2 separate regions of the Mus musculus genome follow, and region 2 is linked to region 1. Evidence: chromatin contacts called from public HiChIP or PLAC-seq data. All regions are on one chromosome and are shown on one strand. Each heading gives the region's core, a stretch centred on a gene start, on an enhancer-like site or on the middle of the called end of the contact. The rest is flanking DNA. Distances are from core to core; before and after follow the strand shown.

Evidence for each region. HiChIP or PLAC-seq counts read pairs in DNA pulled down with a chosen protein or histone mark.
Region 2: a contact with region 1 is called in a BATF HiChIP or PLAC-seq map of CD8 T cells, with 10 read pairs. The contact joins two enhancer-like sites. A contact is called at or near these places in 3 of 15 datasets of contacts at CTCF or cohesin (CD8 T cells, the NIH/3T3 cell line and pro-B cells), 13 of 484 Hi-C or Micro-C datasets (3T3-L1-derived adipocytes, the C10 cell line, CD4 T cells and 9 more) and 3 of 115 datasets of contacts at active chromatin or transcription factors (CD8 T cells, effector CD8 T cells and memory CD8 T cells).

The regions. Positions count from the first base shown.
Region 1 is chr3:60,318,382-60,321,635 of GRCm38.p6, forward strand. No RefSeq gene overlaps it. Among named protein-coding and RNA genes, the nearest start is that of Gm33650, 11 kb to the left of the region's middle. Within about 2 kb of position 2,005, at least 33 of the 459 cell types and tissues checked have an H3K27ac peak or open chromatin away from gene starts, as enhancers often do. A contact at or near this core is called in CD8 T cells, the G1E-ER4 cell line, bone marrow-derived macrophages and 2 more, where this site is marked.
Region 2 is chr3:60,407,001-60,410,144 of GRCm38.p6, forward strand. No RefSeq gene overlaps it. Among named protein-coding and RNA genes, the nearest start is that of Mbnl1, 93 kb to the right of the region's middle. Within about 2 kb of position 1,736, at least 225 of the 459 cell types and tissues checked have an H3K27ac peak or open chromatin away from gene starts, as enhancers often do. A contact at or near this core is called in CD8 T cells, the G1E-ER4 cell line, bone marrow-derived macrophages and 2 more, where this site is marked.

The DNA of each region.
Region 1 (3,254 bases), core at 755-3,254:
GTGCTGCATTCTGATGATGGTGAGTGGTCTTGATTTCTGTTAGTAGTTTTCCTTTCACCATTTGGCATTCTCTGGAGCTAGTTGTTATAGTTGTCTCTGGTTAGAGCTTGTTCCTCAGGTGATTCTGTTATCCTCTATCAGCAGACCTGGGAGACTAGCTCTCTCCTCTGAGTTTCAGTGGTCAGAGCACTCTCTGCAGGCAAGCTCTCATTTTACAGGAAAGCTACACAGATATCTGGCCTTAGGACCTCCCTCCTGGCCGAAGACGAAGGCCCAAAACAGGACCTGTCCCTAAGTCTAGATGCTTTGGCTTGTCCCAGAAGCTGTTATCTTCTGTATTCTACACTCTCACCTGTGCAGAATACTCTTGGAGGAGTCCTGGAACCAAGATGTCTGCAGCCGATGCTCAGGCCTAGCGTTCCAGGCCCGGGCAGACCCCTATCCTCTAGCCAGGAAAGTGGCCAGATGTCTGGGGCCTGTGCAGAATACTCTAGGCTGGGTCCCAGGACCAAGACGTCTGCTGCCGATGCTCAGGCAAAGCGCTCCTGCACCGGATGGACCCCTATCCTCTGGCTGGGAAATGGCCAGCTGTCTGGGGCCCGAAAAGGGGGCTGCCTTAGAAGCTCTGTGGCTCCCACCTGTCCCAGAAGCTTTTAGCTTCTGTATTCAGTACTCTCACCTGTGCAGAATACACTCGGCGGGGTCCTGGAACCAAGATGTCTGCTGCTGATGCTCAGGCAAAGCGCTCCTGGGCTGGGTGGACCCCTTTCCTCTGGCAGGGAAAGTGGCCAGATGTCTGGAGCCTGTGCAGAATCGAAGTTAATATTGTTAGCCACTCAATTTATGTTTGCAAGTCAGAGAGACACAGAGACAGAGACAGAGACAGAGAGACAGAGAGAGCAATGCCACTCACTTATTAGTAATAGAGACATTTCAAAGATCTAGTAAAATAAATTTGAGCAGAGAAATTGTGTCATTTCTAACCTAGTGACTCTAAGCAAATTACTTCAAGTTTAATACAAAGGTTTCTTCCAAAAATATTATAGGTATAATCAACAGAACAACAAGTGAAGCAGTGCTGTTTAGCATGTGCTGGTTTTTGCAGTAGTACCTTCCTTGCTATAGTTTAATTAAAGGTCAACAATTTGTTGATCTTCGAAATGTACCAGTAGCAAGTGATAAACAGTGACAAATTAACCTACAGAAAACTAGCATGTAACTTTTTTCATGTTATATTGATCGCCATTGGAGAGACCTGTTTATAGTCTCAAAGCATTAAAGAATCTACCACACACCTATATACTAACATTGCCAAGTAATGAGTATACAAATGCCACATTTTAAAAATCAGTTAGCATTCAAACTCAATAACAGTGACCTTTGATATGTGGCTTTGACCTCAGTGATCTTCTCTCAAAGATGACAGTATCAAGGATGCTTGGGGACACTGATATTGTTCCCATGTTTATCCTTACTGAAAGCCATAAGTGGCCCTGAACATCCTTAACTTGGACAAGCACTTTTCCCCTTGCGTATGTACATACATGGGAAAGTTAGCTTCCCTTGCTCCTCTTTTGAGAGTTCTTCTCCCTGTCTTTTGATGTCTGTGCACACATTGCTTACAATTGACTAGGATTTTCCCCAGGAGAGTAATCAGGGAGGGTCACCACCTAGCTCCTCCAGAGCAAGAGACTTCTCACTGTCACCCCACATGAGGCACAGCTGCCCTCTCCAGTATCAGGTTTAAAGGTATCGTCATTAGAATTTCCATTTCTGTGAAGACACAATGACCAAGGCTACTCTTAAATAGGCAAACATTGAATTGGGGATAGCTTACAGTTTCAGAAGTCTAGTCCATTATCAGGCAGGAAGCAAGGCAGCAGGAAGGTAAATATGGTGCTAGAGGAGTGGAGGAGAATTCTGCATCTTGATCTGAAGACACTCTGGAGGAGAATGTCTTCCACAGGCAGCCAGGAGGAGGCTCTCTTCTGCACTGGGTGGAACTAGAGCATAGGAAACCTCAAAGCCAACACCCATAGAGATGTACTTCCTCCAACAAGGCCACACTTACTCCAGCTATGCCACACTTCCTAATAGTGTCACTCCCTGTGAGCCAGGCATTCAAAACATGAACCTATGGGGACCAAACCTACTCAAACCACCACAAGGAGTGGTGATCCCTCAACACAAGGTACTGAGTGTACCTTCTTGCAGAGTCCAGAAAAGGCAAGAAATGATCCACTGAATGTTTGAATGGCTATATCCAGACCACAACAACATAGGTGGTATTGGTGGTGGTAGCAGCATAAGCAGTCTGAGAGATATTTTTTTACCTTTGTGTCATGTGACTCATCACCTCTTAGACCTCTCTAGGGTGTGGTAGTCTCAGAAATGGCTGTTGAGAGTACAGTGATAATTCTTCTGTTAAATTTCTCCCCCTCATCTCCTCGAATTCCTACAGGTCATGTTTCAGTAGCTGAACTTTCTCAAGGCCCCACACCCTCTTTGACAGTATCCCAGGAGCAATAGTTGCAATCAGTTCCCATCAGTCCTACTGATAGTTAGCCTTGTCCTCAGTTCAGACACTGGATAACATGAGCTTATCTTCTCTACACAGATAGGTGTGGGACATGGTGGAGTGGAGTAAATATTAATTTCCTAGGAAAATAAAGGAAATATAAAGGTGGTGGTACTTTCTATTATGAGCACTGTTTAGTCTCTTATAACAGTGCAATCAAATCCAGAATGTCCTTTATATATACATCCTAAGAAGGATGTATATTTCTCATTACCTTAATATTGGCTATTTCATGTAAACAAATACATTGAACTTATTTTTAAGTCTATTCAGCTTGAAACCCTTAATTCCTTACAAATGTGTCTCTCGTTAACTTGCCAATGAAAGTCATTATCAGATAAATTATTTCGCAATAATCTCTCTAGTTAAATATTATTTTGCTTCCTAACTGGAGGGCGGGGTGATTAATTCATTTGATGTAGAAGGAGGCACAGAAATAAATCAACATGAAATTGGGGCCACAATCTCATTTAAGAGCTAGAAGAAATAATTTTGATTGGAATATTATTTTCAGAATAAAACCAAGATTATAAAGATACAATAAAATATAATCTAATAGTTAACCCAACTTAGTTTATAATTGCAAATGTGATTAAATTCATAGCAAAGAGAGTAATTTTGTATAAATCACTGGGAAATTTATATTATTGTATAAATGTTACATTGTATTCTGTTA
Region 2 (3,144 bases), core at 486-2,985, 88 kb after region 1:
AAAACAAAACAAAACAAAACAAAACACAAAACAAAAACAAGAAAAACCCTTTCAAAACTAAACCCTTTCACTCCCTTGTCTTAAGAGTCCATAATATAAGCATTATCATGGTAAACATCTAAAATTCAAACTGTATCTTGTTATTTCCTTAGATTTCTCTGGAGAAAGCAAAGACACGTGAAGAGTGTTACTTGCTAATCTCTTTCCTTTGTTTCTCGGCTTCCCCTTAGAAAACAAGTTTTCGGTAAGCTACATGGTCTGAAAACACACAGCTTCATCACGGTTCACAAATCCAATTGTTACGTTTTTCTGTGAAATTAGTTTTAATATTCATAATTACTTACACAGATTGCTGATTATAAAAAAAGTGTAGCCACTTATTTGGAAAAGAAAAATAAGAAAATAAATCTCCAAATCCTATAAGTCATGTAATATATATATATATATATATGTGTGTGTGTGTGTGTGTGTGTGTGTGTGTGTGTGTGTGTGTGTGACTTGTATGCTTAAAAATGTTTTCTAAATGTTTGTTTCACTTCAAGTCATATGATGTAATTTTTCCTTTGCCATTAGAAAATAGCAACATAGCAGTCAACGGTTACACAATATTTCATCATACACCTATGCCTCCTTCTTTTACGTGTTTATAATCCCCCTAGGGAAAGAACCACATGCATCTATTTCAGTTGCCATTACTAGAAAAACAGGACTAATGAGAGAAGACCTGATTGCAAAACAGATACTTCTCAACCTAGAAACTGGGGAAAGGCACAGCCAGTGTATAGCTGAGGGCTTTCAGTGGGGGAATCACTTAAAGTGGCCAAACTGTGATCTGCTCTGACACAGAGACTGGATTCAGTTACATGCTGTTGATTGCTACTATAGAAATATTCAATGACAATGACATGCCATTTTATCTTTATAGAAATAGCACTCACTTTCTCTCTTCCTCTCTCTTCTTAGATATTTTTACAGGTATGAGTTTTTTGCTTTCAGTGTGTGCACCATGTGAATACAGTGCCTACTATGGACATCAGAAGAGGACATCAGATCACCTGACACTGGAGTTACAGAGCCATTTGTGAACTGGCACGTGGATGTTAGCAACCAATCCCAGGTCCTAGGCAAGAGCAACAAGTGTTCTTAACCAATGAACCATCCCTTCAACCCAGAAACCATTTTCTAGAAATATTTTAAGCCAATTTAGGAATAAAAGAAACTTTCATGTCTTTATATTTCTATGATAAAGGAGGTATTTTTTTTCAGGAGGAAAATATTGCTTCTGATCTAAAGTGGAATACACATTGACAGAAGCTTTCCTTACCATTGAAAGTAAACATATTTAACTATATTTTATTGCTTCATGAAACAAATCTCTCTCTCAAGTCTCTACTCACAGGCAGCTCATGATTGCAGTCATATTTGCTTTTTGTGAACTTCACTCACCTAACCAGCAAACAGAAGCTCTTGTCATCCCTGAAACTGTCTATTTCTGTGTTAAAGAACATTACTTATGTAACGTCTGAAGAAAGGTAACCAGAAAGGTAACGTGATAATCCTGTAAATGAACACAGCATTGGCTGATTGCCCTTGTCCCTCCCCTTCAGTGGATCTTTGGATGTATGATCAGAGCAGGAACAGAGAGGTCCCAGCTGACCCCTCCTGATCCAGTTCTAAGTGGCACGACTCTGCTCTCCGTGCTTATCTTAAAGATCACTTTGTTGTCTTCATGAAAAGTCCACACACATGTCTGAGGCCATAGTGCTCTGCTTTGTTGATAGAATGTCTGGCATGAGCCACAGACGTCTTGGAGCAGCAACTGTTTTTAGTGGCAAGCTACCAGGACTCTAGAAAAAAAAAAAAAAAAAAAAAAACCTTTGCATTTTTCCAAGCAGCGGCTGCATGCCTTCCAAGCCTCTGTTCATGTCTGCCTTTAGAAGAAGCTGAAAGTACCTCTCTCAGTGACAAAAAGAAAATAACTTCTCTTTTCTGCTTCAAAATTATTTGATATAAATAAGATGTGTCGACTGCCTCTACTTTCGTTTTCACTCCACCCGACTCAGTCCTTCCTGTCTCTGCCAAACTAGGAGACTTTCCCTGGGTGTTCTTAAAAGGTCATCTCATTTCAGAAGAAAAACAAAAGAAATAGGGATAAAGCACACTTCTTTTTTCTTTCCTATTTTCAAGTAACTTTGTGAGAAAGAACCAAAATATGTATAGACCTGATTGCAAATTCCCTGCAGTTAAAATATAAGCTACTTAACACTAACTGTAATGTTGCCTGCCTCACAAATGCCTTCTCTGCTGTCCAGGACCTTGAAGAAAGCCATAAAAGGGAAGGAATATAATTTTGTTTGTTGGCACTTACTGAAAAGCTAAAATAGAATAGTAACAGCAATCCCTTTTGCCAGCTCCCCACCAAAGAAGTTGTGAGATCACAAGTTACAGGGGCAGTGCAGGGCCCATGTTCTCAGCTGTGTTCCAGAGCAGCTGACAGGATCAGTTCACCAATATCAATCTAAAGCAACACAGAGCACTTGAGGATATCTAAGATGATTTACAGAATGCACAGCTGTATACATGGATGTAGTGCATTTTTAAAATGTAGCTTTAATTGGAAACATGATAGTCCTTTTTCACTTCTTGGTAAGAAATGGGATTTTTTTATGTTAATTATCAAGTATGGAAATACCAGATTTGTAATCATGCATTTTGTTTTCTGGTTAATGAACTACAAAGACAATATATAATTTATAATTTATTTTTAAAAACTCCAAAATCTTTAAGAAAAGTTGAGATGCTCAGACACTGGCTAAATCATGACAATAATAAATGACTGTTATCCTGCAAAGTTATTGCTCTTTGTAAATGGGACTCACTGAGTGTCTGGAGAGCAGTTTAGTCCTTCGAAGCCCAGTAGTTTATATAGTGAGACTGTACATATGTTTTAAGTTTCTTATATTTCCAATTAGGTAAATTATTTAGAGTTTTGACCCAAGTAAGAAAAGTTGAAAAAGAATACCACTGTGTCCAAACTATAAAAATTAGTAATGGCTATGGGAAGTTTTAGTTTGTGTAGTAATGCATACTTCAGCTCACATGAAAAGAAGCATGTGGGCTACTGCAGACATCATTACATAGGTG